Regions from separate parts of the Mus musculus genome. Here region 2 is linked to region 1. The links are chromatin contacts, called in public ChIA-PET maps. All regions are on one chromosome and are shown on one strand. The core of a region is the stretch at or near the end of the contact, and the rest is flanking DNA. Distances in the headings are between cores, read along the strand shown.

Region 1 (7,596 bases), core at 1,141-3,640:
CGTGAAAGATGACGAGTGTCTGAGGTGGCAGGGGGCCCTGCTGTAAACAAGCGCCTGGGAACCAAGTGGTCAGGAGTGCCCCCACACTAGTACAAGTTTCCCACTGATCTGTCATTTACCAGTCTCCTGGACATTTCAGAGCACCCTGGGGGTTGCATGGGGCAGGCTGGGGCTTTCCTATAAAGAGCACACTCACGGCTTCCTCAGCGTCCTTGAAGTCACAGTCCTGCCATGCGAGGCCACTCTGAGCAGAGCAGTTGCCCTCCTTGATTAGATACTTGAAGGAGTAAAAGGTTGGAGAGCCATCCTGAGGAAAGCAAGGGTGAGACCTGGAGTCACTTAGGGGACCCTGACACATTACAAACAGCAGTCCTGAGCAGATGCAGGGACAGCTGTGTTTATTGAAAATTAAATGTTGCCGGGCGGTGGTGGTGCACGCCTTTGAATCCCAGCACTTGGGAGGCAGAGGCAGGCGGATTTCTGAGTTCGAGGCCAGCCTGGTCTACAGAGTGAGCTCCAGGACTTCCAGGGCTACACAGAGAAACCCTGTCTCGAAAAACCAAAATAAATAAATAAAATAAAAATAAAAAATAATAAATGTTTACGTGTGTATAAATACTCCTTGGAATTATGTTCATAATATGCTTATACTCTTAGTGATTTCAAAGCAGTATCCATAGTATTATCCCTGCCCTCTTTTATGTAAACCCTGGTTTACATGTATGTACATATATGAGTTCAACATCTCTGGGTAAACCTGGGCATGGGGTGAAGCCAGGAATCCCAGTAGCACGCTTGGTGGATTGAGACAGGAAGACCTTGAGTTCAAGGCCAGGAGAGCTACATGGACCTTGTACAAGGAAACTCCCATGGGCCCCATGTGTCAGCAGTGGAGACACGAGGGGATATGGCTCTGAGAGGAGGAAGCAGACTGCAGGCTGTGCTGCAGAGAGAAATAAAGGCTTCCCTTCACCTTCTGAATCACACACGCCTGTGTCCCTCAGGGCTTTCTGTTTATCCTCATGGCGTCAAAGGATTGGGATTTTTTCATGCTGAAATAATGTGACCAATCCAAAGAAAGTCTTTTACATGAAATTTGTTTATTCAAAGATTTTTAAATGTAAATTCTTAATTTTTATCTTAAGAGTGTGAGTGTATGCCCAAATGTATGTATGTATACTATGTGTGCCTGGTGCCCAGGATGGCCAGAAGACACACTGTAGTCCCTGGAACTGGAGTTAGAGATGGTTGTGACTACCATAAGTGCTGGGAGCTGATCCCAGCCCCCTGCTCACATGAGTAGCCAGTACTCTGAACCACTGAGCCATCTCTCTAGTCTGTAAACTTAATTTTAAAAAATCTTAAAGAAAGTTTTTCTCTAATTTATGCACCCTGCTTTCATTCCTTTCCTACCTGCGTGCACTGACAAAGCAGTAAGAATATAGAGAAAACCTGCCAAAGTGTGCTCCGGATGGAGTGTAGGTGGCAGAGTCCTGAGGTTGATTCCCCAGTATCACAGAAACCTGGCATGGGGGCACAAGCCTGTATGTGTAGCACCAGGGAGATGAAGGCAGGAGGATCAAAAGTTTAAGATCATTGTCAGCTACACAGCAAGTTTGTTGTTAATCTAAAGCTAAATGACACCATGGCTCCACCTCCCTGCCCCCCAAACTAAAGAAAGCTAGTGGAAACATTACTATTAAGCTCAATGAATCAGCCACACACAGGCAGTGCTAGATACTTGGTCCAAGGCAATAATGTCAGCTCTCTTCTTACTCCCTGTATTCATCCCAGGAGGGAACTCTCCCTTAAGTCTGGAAAATGGCTAAGTTCACAGATGCAGTGGATTCCCCTACTGCAAGCTGACTGCATTGCTGGATTCCCCACTATGCCTGTCCCTTTTGAACATCTCCATCTTTTGTGGTTTCTTTCTTCCTGGGATACTGCTTTCATGATCGCCCAGGAAGACTAAGGACGGGCCATCTCCAACCTCTACCCCTGTGCCTGAGAGCACCAATTACAAGTGGTTTCACAGGAAAGCTGTTACTCACCGTTTTAGTGCCCTCGATCACTCGGTGCAACATATACTGGTTGCCACTTTTTACCCCAGGGTTAAACTGCTTCAGAGAGAAATCCACAGCCTGAAATACAGCCTCATCATTGCAGTCAATTTCCTGCGCTTCTTCTCCCTGTGTTAAAGTCAGCAGGAGTCCGGAGCAGAGGAGCAGTGTAGTAATGAGCTTCATGATTTAAGGGTCCCTCTAGAACTGAGGGACTGTTTTGCCAAGAATGGGAAACCAACTCAGAAGCTGATTTTGGCAGCCTCTGGGCTCTGATCTCTCCTGCCTCAGCTCTCTCTGCCTCACCACTTAGGCCCCTATTTAGATTCCTGAGGTCACGCCCCTTGTGTGCCCTCTTCCCAGAGAACAAACAGGACTCTGCTCAATGTCCAACCAGGTATGGAGCTGGAGAATTGCAACATGGGATTGTTGACCTGTTTGTCTGCCTTTGTAAAGAATGTGGGAGTGCAAAGCCCATTTCTAAAACATTGCTCAACTCTCCACAGTGAATTAAAGCAGAAACCAGTAAAAGGAGCTAAAACCAACAACCATTTCCAGTATCCTCTTGCTACTCTTGGCCCAGTTACAAAGGGCTCTGCATAAATATACATTGAAGACAATGTAGAAATACCTCCTACACAATATTGCTTGTGGCATGTCAGAGTGTACAGACACAAGGTTTTGTCAGCTCTGGTGTGTTCTTGAAAAGCACATGTGCAGGACCATCAGTCACATGCTGGGAGCTCCACCCAGGACACTAGCAAATCTGACAAATCATGGGCATCCTGTCTGGCCTCTGGCCATGCCAACCTCTCTGCTGGGTTCTATTGGTCTATGTGAAGAAGGGGTGGGGCCAGCAGATTCTCACCTGATTCAAGTGCTTGCCTCACAAGCCTCAGGCTGGCAAGCAGAGTTTGAAGCCAGGAGTTCACAGAACACCTCTGGATGGTGACACACAATTGTAACCCTGGTATTCCTACTTTAATCCAGAAGGGGAAGGCCAGAGGATCACCAGGAAGTTTAGGTACCCTGGAGTTTGTAAGCAAGAAAAGCAAAGAGACCTGTCTTACCAAGGTGTCCGGGGAGGCATCCACTCCTGAGAGCTCTCTGACATCCACATGTGGGCTGTGGCTTTTGTGTGCCTGCATACACACATTCTCATCCTTTCTCTGTCTCTCTCACAAATACAGAATAATACTGATAATAATAATTTAAAAAAGGAATAAAAGAAAAGAAAGGAAAGACAGATGGAAGGAAATTAGGAAATAAGAAAAAGAAGAAATAAAAGTAATAAAGAAATCTCAAAAGTTGGCTTCTGTGTGGTTGATGGGAATTTCTAGTGTGAGCTGGAGTCTGCCTGAGAGGCCCGGAGGCCTGGAGCCAGGTGCTGTCACCGTGTGCTGAATGGGAACTTTATAGAAGTGCAGCAGGAACAGGCACTGGGCCAGAGGTCCTAAGGAATGCCAATGTAGCTCTACCCATGACCTTCTATGTGACTCGGTCTGTACAGGTGTGTGCACATATGCCAGTGTGCATGAGTTTCATGCTTGGCTGAGTGTGTGCCTCAGTCTCCGTGTATGTGTTCTTCTGTGTGTCCGGATGTGAACAAGTGTAGGTTTGTATCTCTGCCCATGTGTGTATGAGTCAGAGTCAGAGAACCTTCGCATCAGGGTTTCTTCCCCTGAACGATGTGGAAATCATAATACCTCAATGGGATTGTTTTAGGGTTTTCACAGAAATCCTTTAATTTTGAGCAAGTTTCAGAAGTGAAACCTGAGACACTTAAGCTTTCACGTAACCAAAACAGCCTAATACCACGAGTCACAGAAGCAAAGACAAGAGAAGACAGGGGTTGAAGAGAAAACAAGGCAGAGTGAAAGGCTTTGACTTTAGTTTCCCCAAAGTGGCATGTTGTAGTCAAGAATTTCTACAGTTAGGAAGTTTATATAAGTCACAAGCATTGCAATTTTTGTAAAAGTCAGACTGTAAAAGTGTTCTGTTCAGAACAAAAGGTATGCCCAAGTGACTATTTCTATTCCTATAAGCCCACCAAATGTCCTGAATATTAATAACAAGAAGACAAACTTGCGAGGTAGTGATGGCACACACCTTTAATTCCAGCACTTGAATGCAGATGTTAGCAGACCTCTGAGTTCAAGGTCCTGTTGGTCTACAGAGTGAGTTCCAGGAAAGCCAGGGCCACACAGATAAACCCTGATTCAATGAACAAAACAAAACAAAAGAACCTGAATTCTGCAGCAGGCTGATGAAAGAGTCCAGAGTGCTCTAATATCATCAAGCTTGTAACCTGTTCTCTAAAAGCAGCAATGGCAGAGAGATCTGTGTAGGAAGTCAAGTTGTCCTGTTTAACAGGTTATCTACTTTCTAGATATGCAAAATTAATCAGACATTTGTAAAAGATTACACAAAGCTACTGCATTTATAAAAATCACAAAAGTGAGCGTGGTGTGGTGGCGCATGCCTTTAATCCCAGCACTTGGGAAGTAGAGGCAGGCAGATTTCTAAGTTCAAGGCCAGCCTAGTCTACAAAGTGAGTTCCAGGACAGCCAGGGCTATTCAGAGAAACCCTGTTTCAAAAAGCCAAAAACCAAACCAAACCAAAACCCAAAGAAAAACAAAAACAAAAACAAAAATCACAAAAGTGGATACAGTAGTTAGTCACTTGCACAGGCATCCACACCTTCAACAACGACTGCAGATCCAAAGAAGAGCAGGTGCTTCTAGGAGAGCTGGCAAGTGCTGTAGCCACACAAGTCACCCCAGAACAGGCTAACAGGGCAGGTGCTCTGGCTAAGGCTGGAACAGTAGGTTTCAAGCTGTCAAGTCCAGGCACATTTTCAAACCCCTTGCATCCATTCACTTGTATCTGAATTATGTGACTCGTCTTCCAACTTGTGGCCAAAATCTCCTGGTTTATAAAATCCAAAAGGAAAACACAGAGGCAATCAATACTACAGAGGTCTTATGAAATAAGACCAGCCTACAAAGCTGTAATTAGGAGGAAACAAGGAATGCCAGAGCATTAAAGCCAGAAACCTTGCTTGCTACTTTGCTACTTACCTCAGCTAGACTAGTGTTCAATTATTGTGACATTAATTTCTTATATCACTGTTAAATGTCCTCTCTATCAGTGCATGTGAAACTGACTAAAATTTTCTCATGGGTATGTTCCCTTACAGCAAGAGCACACACCTACCACTTCAATATGGCATATTTTTTTCTTTCATACAGTTTCTCACAAGTCACGCCAGGACATCTCTTACCTTCCAATCATATCAGAGATAGAACTTCTCTAAGTAAATTCTACTTTGTGTAATTCAGTGTTTCCTGAGAGTGTTGATTTGTAAATTCTTTAGAATATCAATCAATCAAACAAGCAATATTCACGGTATATCCAACATTTGTGGTTGATACTCATTTTATAAGGCTACTTTCAACCTATTTGCTGGTTTGAGCAAGGTTATCAAAACACACATGCATACACATGTGCATTACTCTTGGGTTAGGAGCACGGAAGGTACATAGTTTAAGACCACCACTATGCATCCAGGCAATGGTAGCACATGCCTTTAATTCCAACACTCTGGAAGCAGAGACAGGTGGATCTCTGAGTTCAAGGGCAGCCTGGTATACCAAGTGACTTCCAGGACAGCCAGGATTACACAGAGAAACCCTGTCTCAAAAAGCAGAACAAAACAAAGCAAACCAAAATAAAACATTAGTTATGAAAAGCTGATTACGTGGGAAATCCAAGGTAAGGTTGATAGCAGCATTCTTCTTAAGACCAGAGATCAATCAAACATGCTGAGTACACAGTAAGACAGCAGTCTTAGGGCTTATGTGTATTCTTAACTCTGTCCGTGAGGCCCAGCAATAGTTCCAGGTTCTCAGATGTACAGATGTCTTTGAGATAAATTGAATCATAGTTAAGTTTCCAGGGTGAGAGGAAGTGGGGAGAGGAAGAGCTGGTAGATGGAAAACAAGGAAGTTAGTAAGCACTGTCGTGAAGGACTTGGATCACCATGGCCATTTCCAGTGAAAACTCACACCCAGGACAGCCAGGGGCAAACAAGGCAGCTTTGGAGAAGGCTAACCAGAGTGATCCTCTGAGTTGTTTGGGTTTTGAAGAGTCAAAGCACGTGACTGATTAAGCTTCCTATGTCTGATTTTGGCAGCCTGTTTATCACACCCATTCTCACCTCTCCCTGGAATACATTTAGAGTATGTCTCAGTTTCTCACTAAGTCTGTCCAGGTGACTGGATTTTAGCCAATAAAATGTACACCACTACCAGACAAATTACGTACCCCAAAACCAGAAGATGGTTTTCAGGATCATGAAAACCACCTTCATGATCCTCCAGTCTTTCCTTAACATAAGCTGTACACAAAGGGACCAGAAAAAAAAAAGTGTTAAGGGGGCAATGTTTCAGGCAGGGAAAATCAGGATTTGAGATCCTGAATCACCTTGTGGATGGATGTCTTAGTCAAGGCTTCTATTCCTGGACAAAACTTCATGATGAAGAAGCAAGTGGGGAGGAAAGGGTTTATTTAGTTTACACTTCCACATTGCTGTTCAGCATCAAAGGAAGTCAGGCCTGGAACTCAAGTAGGTCAGAAAGCAGGAGCTGATGCAGAGGCCATGGAGGGATGTTCCTTACTGGCTTGCTTCCCCTGGCTTGCTCAGCTTGCTTTCTTATAGAACCCAAGACTACCAGCCCAGGGATGGCACCACCCTCAATGGGCCCTCTCATTCTTGATCACTAATTGAGAAAAATGCTTTACAGCTGGACCTCATGGAAGCATTTCCTCAAGGCAGTCTTTTCTCTGTGATAACTCCAGCTTGTGTCAAGGTGACACACAAAACCAGCCAGTACAATTGACCCCTTGACAACTTGACACACAAACACATCACTATTAAGTCTCAACCCTTATTTTTGTTTTTTTTTTTTTTGAGGCTTATATATCAGAACTGTTTTAATTGTTGCAGACAAGATGTGTGAACCATGTTTGGACCAAAACCAATATATAAAGTAAATGCTATGTGAACTCCCAGTCTCATCAATAAATGCGTGGGACCATGAAAAGCAGCCTATTTTCTGGTGGACCTAGGTTTAAACCCTGGAGACCCAGCAGATAACTGCAAGGGACAGAAGGCATTTATCTGCCACACTCCTAGACACCAGTTTCCTGACACAAGGCCTCAGCTCGTCATAATTCTGTGGCCATCAGTCATGTAAGGGCAATGTCCCAAGCCCCAGGTAGAGGATGAGACTACAGATCATGTAGCCTCAAGACAGATCTCCATTTTAATGAGGCACCTAAAGGCCTGAAGGGCTTAGCCAATTAAGCTCCCCTTCCCAGACACTCCTCCCTACAAAAGGCATTTAACCTCAGGCCCACCCTGAGAAAGTGGGATACGGTTTCACTCATCACAACTCTCCACCATGACAATAAATGCCTTAAAACCATGGACTGTCTCTTCTCATCGGGATCTTCGCTGAGGAACAATGGAGC
Region 2 (7,596 bases), core at 1,385-3,884, 180 kb after region 1:
GCATCCGATCAGACAACCACACACCATCAGCAGAAACTGACTGGGGAAGCCCCGGGAAACTAAAACAGGCAGCCGGAGCTTTTGATGGCTAGAGGGTCCCAGGCAGAACATCCTCTCCTGTACAATACTTCCAAGTAAAAGCACAGACAGCCACAAGTAGAGACAACATCATCACTGGGTGCATCCAGCAGAAACCAACTGGGCAAGCTCAGAGAGGCTTCCAGGCTTCCTGGTTGAGCTTTCTCTCCATGGGCTAGCTTCCTGTGGCTGAACTTGTGGTTTCTAAGCTCTTACCTGCTCCAGGTGCTTTCCAATCAGGGGATAAACAATAGTAACCTCTGTTGGAAGTAGTTCTCAAGGGCACAGCTATTTTGCTGTATTTTCTTCTCTGTTATAGGAAATAAGAGGACCAGCCTACCTCCCCCCCTCCCACCCCAGATAAGGAGTGTTGAGATAAACATTTTGAGATAAACATGTTTGGGTCTGAAATGGGAGGGGGTGCAGCCCTGCTTCCAAATAGTACATGACAATGTAATGTATGTCACACTCACCCCGGGCAGCATGGCTGCTTTTCTGGGGACTGGTGGAACAGACGGAAGGATGAGGGGCTATGGTGGCTTGAATGAGAATGGTTCCCATTCATAGATTCATAAGTTTGTATTCTTGGTTATCAGGGAGTGGCACTACTTGGGAGGGGTTGGAAGGTGTGGTTTTGTTGGAGTAGGTGTGGCCTTGTTGGAGGAGGTGTGTCACAGGGATGAAGGTGGGGGGCTTTGAGGTTTCAGGAGCCCCAGCCAGGCCCAGTGCCTGTGAATCCGAATGTAGAACTCTCATCTACATCTCCAGGAGGCTCTTTTTGGGGAGAACACGTTTTTTTTTTGTTTGTTTGTTTTGTTTTTTTGTTTTTTTTTTTTGTTTGTTTTTTAGATAGAGCCTAGACCAAAAGGCTTAGCTTGGTTCAGGAGCCCCTATGATCAACTGGAAGAAACATCACAGTGCCTGTCACTTGGATTTGTCTCCTGATATAAATATTTGAGTTCTGTTATAAGAACTGAAGGGGACTTCAGAAGTCCAAACACCTTTATTTTGATGTTCACCACAATCTTGGGACAAAGGAAAACAAAGGCACTATCCTACAATTTTTATAATGCTGCATGGTCCTGGTATTCAGGACCTCAGCAGGGACAGGAGCAAGCAAAGAGTCAGGATGATGCCTAGGGCAAAAGCCAGAAGGGCTCAGGGTAGGCAGCATGCCCTGCGACATGCAGTGGCTGTCCAGCACTGAGCAGTAGTGTCCAGAGGCAGGCAGCTGTGCCCTGAAGTGGGTTAGTACCCAGTTATAGGCAACAGTGCCACAGCCAAGCAGTGGTATTCACTGCAGGCAGCAGGACCCTCAAGCAGAAAGTGTTCCTCAAGAGAATGTGATATCCATGGCAGGCAACAGTACCCTGTTGGCAGGAGACAGCTGCAATGTGCAGAGGTAGGCCGAGGTACTTTGAAGAGAGGAAGCAGGTATCCCAGCAGAATCCTGTTGTCAAGAATCAGGCAGTAGTTCTCAGGGGTTTGAATGCTTTGACTGATTAGAGAAGGGAGTAGTCCCAAAAGCCTAGCAGAGATCGCCAGTATCAGACAGCCATCCCTCGGCGCAGACAGTGGCATCCATTGAGTGGCATCCTGGGATAAGCAGTGATACCCACAGGGAGGGGGTAGTGTCTAAACTTAGGCATAAGTATCTTGAAGGAGGACACAGAGTCAGAGGTGGACACCTCTCTGCAGGGTCAGACAGCAATGCCCAGCAACAAGGGACACCAATTCAATTTCTTGGGGGGTTGGGGGGGGAGGAGCACAGTACTCACATGGTCCCTGTGTCATGAGATAACTCTTACATAGATAGTATTTAGCTAAAGAAGTTTGGGAACACCACGTCTCAGAGGGGACAGGAAATGGTTGTCGAGGACATTGAAACCCAGAAACTACACAAAACAAGTGGGTGACTGCGTTATCTCTTGTAGACAGTCCAAAACCAACAGTTCAAGGCTAATTTACTCTGTGATGCAATGGGATGCAAGTCCACAATCAGCTTGTTATCCGTGTGTCCTTAAACACCAGTCTGGGGAGAAGCTACTGACAAGGGAACCTCAGCAGGAAATGAGGGGTACAGGCGACCCTGAGTGGGTGCAGAGAGGCTCAGGCCCCCCGATTCAGATCAGCACTCTTCCTTTACTGTGAGTAATGTTTCCTCAGTTCAACATGAGATGTCACTTCACCATATCAGCTGTCCCTGCATTTTGGTCCCCTGCACCTTGTTGGAGCAGAGGTTCATCTCAGAAGCATTCCCAAGCTTATGCTCCCCCCTGTCCGTATCAGGTGAGTTCCCAGTCTCCCTCCACGGTGAAAGCACTATAGCCACCATGGGGGAGAACACCCCTCCCACAGACCCCCCACATGCTTTTCCTTTACAGGCCACAGCATCTTGGCGTTCAGAAAATGGCACCAGGAAACCTGATACCCCACTAATGGGTAATCCTGTTTGTTATGCCCTAATGAAAGTCAGCTGCCAAGCCCGGTTCCTGTGGCTCTTGGTCTCCAGTCAAGAAAAATAGAAATATACTCTGCTAGGCTCTGGGTCAACTCGTGCCAAGGTTTGACTAGACAGTCATTTTAAGTGACTCTGCTCCCCAACCCTCACACAGCGGGTGAGGAGTCAGAGAGGAAAGAATGGAGATGGGGAGTGGGGAGGGAAGGAGACAAACAGACAGAGACACAGGTGGGGGAAGAGACAGAGAAACGGACAGATGCAAGCACATACAGACACACACAGACACAAAGATACAGACACACAGAGAGAGACACACACAGACACAGAGACACACAGACACAGAGACACACAGACACAGAGAGACACACAGATACAGACTCAGAGACAGATACACACAGACACAGACACACACAGACACAGAGACACACAAAGACACACACAGAGAGACACACACAGAGACACACAAAGACACACACACACAGAGGCTGATGTTGGTTGTCAGACCTGAATTTTTCACTATTATCTCAATTGCTCATTTTTTCCTCAATAAAAGGCATTTTGTCAACTATTTAAATAAGAGTGGTTTGAAGCTGATGCCATTCTTATACTTTCTATTCTGATTAAATGTGTAAACAGTCAGGGGTGGGGGTGGGGAGATTATTTTTCAGTACCCATGTGACCTGTTGGAGCAGCCCGATTGGCACAGGACCTGCTTTTCATAAATGAAGTAGCCAGGATCTGTCTCGGGGCTATGTGTATGTACACACACACACACGCTGGTGACATTGTCAGAGAAGAATGTGTGTGGAGGAGGAAGAAGCAGAGGAGGGAGAAAGCAGAGAAGCGACACTCCAGGGCCAAGGCCAGTGGGAACAGCATCCCCTGACCCAGCGCTATCCTCAGCAAGAACTGACCTCATGGGTTGGAAAGTTCTCACCGCACTCCACGAGCTGTGTGCTGGGAAGGTAGTGGAGTCCAGATACTAGCAGTGGAGGGCATGGTGCAGTAAGGCTGCCCTCTACCACTCACTTGTTGGCCTCTGGACATCCTTAGTTTCCCAGAGCCTTACACAGAGAACCCCAACCTGAATCAAGAGGAAGGGCAGGCAGACACACATAGACCTGGCTAGCAATTCCAAAGGGGAACTGGCTTAGCAAACACTGGAATGGACTCCAAAGCCAGACAGGAAGGTTTCTATCTGTGACTGTGTTTGACAGAGTATGTCAGCACCTGTCCCCATATTCTCCCCTCAGCCTCCCTTCCCTGCCTCTCAGAGGTTGGTCCTCATGGTTTAGGAGACGCTTCAAGCTTCCGGAGTCCCAGCTCCATTTTCCCCTCTGTGAGCTCTGTGGCTTTCCCTGGTGCTGCTCTGACATCCTACAGCTTTAGTTTCTGCTTGTTTCCCCCACCTCCTGTGAGCACCAGGGATTTTCTTTTCAAAGATGGCCCCAGTAATGCTTGCAACTTTACATACTGGTAACTTTAATTTTTTCAAACCTTATTTTTAAAGATGGTTCTTACAAACGCTTTAACCTTTAACCTCCCTTGTAGCCCACCACCTGCCAGAGGTAGTGGAAAAGAAAGGATATGGGGGAAGTGGACCTGTTTCAGAAAGGTTCCCTGGAGCAACTCCTGTCTGCATTGTCTGGAAATCAGCAGTTCAGTTCACAGGTTGGCAGCGGCAGCTCAGTCCACTCACAAGCACTTCATAGATACACCAGCAGTCCAGTTCGGCAGAGTAGTGCCACCAACAACAGTGACATGACCTAGCACAGACAGCCAGGCCCCTGCCTCAGCCTGAGCCAGTGGGAGGGCCCCAGAGGGGCCCCAGGAGAAGTTCTCAGCTGTGTCTCTCTCAGGAAAATGAAGGTCAGCGAAGACTCGAGACTCACAAGCGTTGCTCAGCTAGCTGTACCAGCAAGCCAAGCTCTGTCTCCATCACACCATGGAGTCCTATTTATACCCTTCCACCTGTCCTCCATGGGTCTTGCCTCAATATGGGAATCCAATCAGTGGGAATCCGGAGAAGTGACAAGAAACTGCAGCATACCACCAGAAGTTTTTTTAAGTACATTTCTCTCTATGGTGTCCGGACAAATGCAGCTCAAATGCAGTGTAAGGCAGACCAATACCTTTGTGTCATTAGCAAATAACCTTTCATCACATGTTCTTTCACGTGCCTGTTTCAGTAGAACATCCTCTCTCCTGTGTCGGCTTCAGTGAAATGTTCTGAGTCCGTCTTAGCCTTTCACACCTGTGTCCACTTTAAGGAAACGTCCCCTCAAGTGTTGGCCTGAGTGAATCACCATCCAAAGGACTTTCCAAAGAACTCTCGTTTCCACTTCACACATTCTTTCAAGATTTGAAGGCTTTTGTTGTTATTTTTATCAAAAGATCAAAGAAAGCTTCTCTCCTATGGATGAGCCGTACGGCTGCTTTATGGGCAGAAATGTTGCAGAGGTGCTGAGAGGTTGTGAGGCCAGATCATGAAGAGACCCCCACCCTGGTCTCTTTTCCTTTGGGGGCACGTGTCTTAAGGCTGTGATTCACAGGAGCTCTGTCCTCCTAGAATCAGCTGTCAGACATATGAGACAAGGCCTTTAAATGACTCCAATCCCCAGCCTCTGAGCTGTCACAGTGACATCAAGTAGAACCAGGCATCTCCAGCAAGTCCAGCTATTATGTGGCCTTGTGGGGAAAATAAAATGTTGCTATTTGAGCCACAATGTTGAATAATTGGTTCCACAGTAATAGCAACGGGACACAACCCTTCTAGTCTCATCTGCCTGTCTCACATCACCCTAGGACATCATGACCTCTCTTCTATAGCAGCTGCTGAGCAGAGAGGAAGTCCTCTGTTCCTAACAGACTCAACATTCCCTTACGGAACCACAAACCCCTGGGGGGTTTAGTTTATTATAATGGGAGGCCTTACAGTGTTTTGTACTACCCATGATGTTAGACCCTTTATTTATTTGGGTAGCTTGTTATCTACTCTGATCACACTTGTGGGACAAGCTTGCCGGTGTCATCAGTTCAGGTGATGACGGATGGGTGGTCAAGCCATGCCTCCTCACTGATGTTGCTTCCCTGCTCTGAAACATCATGTTTCATGTAGCCAGCTTCCCTGGTTAGCATCAATGTGCTCTGGCTTTCCCTTAGCTCTTCAAACTGGCAAGAGTTATGAGAGCCCCAGGGCTTCCCACACAGCAGGCATTTGGCACGAAAGCTCTCTTCCTGAGATACTCGGTGCCAATAGAAATAGCGGATCCGAACACAGCCCCTTTGTGCCAGCGGATTCTGCCTTCCATGTCGGCTGACCCGTTCACTTATCTCAGCAGATGCCACCATAATTAGCAAAGTAGGAATCCAACCACATGCCTTCCAGGAATACCCCAGGATGGATCTTCAAATACTTTACTACAGAAAACTTGTCTACACTTCCCTGTTCTCCCAGTTTAACGATGCAGCTCAAAGGTGAAGCCAACACTTTAATAGTTTTGTTCTTGTTTACACAATCCAGCACTTGGCAGTGGTCCCCAGGCCTGGCATCCATCTCTGTCTCAGAAGTTGTCTTTGATATATATTTTTTAAAAGATTTATTTATTTATTATATGTAAGTACACTGCAGTTGTCTTAAGACACATCAGAAGAGGGCATTGGATCTCATTACGGATGGGTGTGAGCCACCATGTGGTCACTAGGATTTGAACTCAGGACCTTCGGAAGAGCAATCAGTGCTCTTAACCATTGAGCCATCTCTCCAGCCCTATTGTTTTCATATTTGGTAGAATCAAGCTCCAAATACAAACTCAGCCTATGTTGGGCCAGCCAGCAAGATGGCTCAGTAAGTGAAAGGTCTTACGACCTGGGCTAGATCCCTGGGACCCACACTGTGGAAGAAGAGAACAGACTCCAATAGGTTGTCCTATGACTTCCCCACATGTACCATGGTACCCATACATGCACACAGTGTACAAACACAGAAATATATAAATAAATGTAACAACAACAACAAACCCAAGCCTGCCCTCCTGGAATTTGCCCTCTCTACATTAGCATACCAGGCTAAGGGAAGAGTAGGTGCAGTTAAGGGGCATTATTTATTTGACTTTGCACTTTGACTGTTATTCGTTTTACAAAATAACTTGATTTTTATTGGCAACCATCAGAATATGGCTTTTAAAAATTATCTGTAACTGCAGGGCTGATTTTAGAGTTCATGCCATTATTTTAGCGCCACCTGGGGACAAAGTTGTTTACTGCAGTGGAAAGAAATGGAGGGGATGCCCAAAACTAAACCTCCCAAACCTTTATAAACAGAGATACAAAGTTACTTCTTTTTGTTTATCCTAAGAAAGGTACTCCAGTTGCCAATGTCTAACTGTTGAATAAATATCTAGGAGGTGGGCATTGTTAAAACCACCTACAATGGAGAGGCACTGTGATAAAACTGGAAAGTGGACATACTGAATGTGAGTTTGGATGTATAATTTCCCACTGTGGCATGAAAAATTCCCAACTTACTTTCTTTCGTCTTCTGTCAAAACAGTGTTAGAAACTCCCCAGACAGAATGAATACCAGAAAGGAGGACTCTTGGGGAAGCGGTGATGGATGAGACAGCAGCAATGTTTGAAAGCAAAGCATGTCTACGGACAAGATGCAGTGTGCTCCGGGTAGTATGGCTTTCGGCAAAGCATGTTGGGAAGGAGACACTGTGAAGAGGGGGCTGTCCCATCATCGGAAACATGAAGTTCTAACCCCAAGGCTCCCTGAGGGGAAGCAGCTTCTCCTGTCACCGTGTCACAGGGTAACTGGATCTAAATGAACCTCTCCACACACCCCTGAGGGCATGACTGACAGGGCTGGGTGGAACTGGCTTGTCAATCTGGAGAATTTCATGACAAAATCCATGACTTGGTTTCAGTTCTTTGGCAGCAACTTGTTCAGTTTAGGATGAAAATCTGCCTCAGCAAACACAGTGTTCAGATTACAGTGCAGGGGCAGAGACAAGGTTGCCCAGTGGAAGGACTAACACAGTGTATCTGCCTGGAAT

The links. ChIA-PET counts read pairs in DNA pulled down with a chosen protein or histone mark.
Region 2: an H3K27ac ChIA-PET map of liver shows a contact between it and region 1, with 7 times the contacts expected there. The contact joins the enhancer-like site here to the promoter of Kng1 in region 1. A contact is called at or near these places in 18 of 39 promoter capture datasets (the 3T3-L1 cell line, the C10 cell line, the HPC-7 cell line and 11 more), 9 of 15 datasets of contacts at CTCF or cohesin (the NIH/3T3 cell line, embryonic stem cells, hippocampal excitatory neurons and 3 more), 201 of 484 Hi-C or Micro-C datasets (the 3T3-L1 cell line, 3T3-L1-derived adipocytes, the 63-12 cell line and 93 more), 31 of 115 datasets of contacts at active chromatin or transcription factors (the NIH/3T3 cell line, PVALB interneurons, T-cell acute lymphoblastic leukemia and 21 more) and 4 of 9 other capture datasets (adipose tissue, embryonic stem cells, embryonic tail and 1 more).

What each region holds. Positions count from the first base shown.
Region 1 is chr16:23,053,094-23,060,689 of GRCm38.p6, reverse strand. Kng1 (kininogen 1) reads right to left here and starts at 2,390. Exons shown (of 11, transcript NM_023125.3): 1 at 2,052-2,390; 2 at 197-307. The coding sequence starts at 2,246.
Region 2 is chr16:22,876,034-22,883,629 of GRCm38.p6, reverse strand. It overlaps Gm30505 (predicted gene, 30505), which reads left to right. Exons shown (of 4, transcript NR_110508.1): 4 at 7,092-7,596. It also overlaps a transcript of Dnajb11 not described here. Among named protein-coding and RNA genes, the nearest start is that of Ahsg, 12 kb to the left of the region's middle. Within about 2 kb of position 2,634, at least 36 of the 459 cell types and tissues checked have an H3K27ac peak or open chromatin away from gene starts, as enhancers often do. A contact at or near this core is called in the 63-12 cell line, the AtT-20 cell line, the C3H10T1/2 cell line and 7 more, where this site is marked.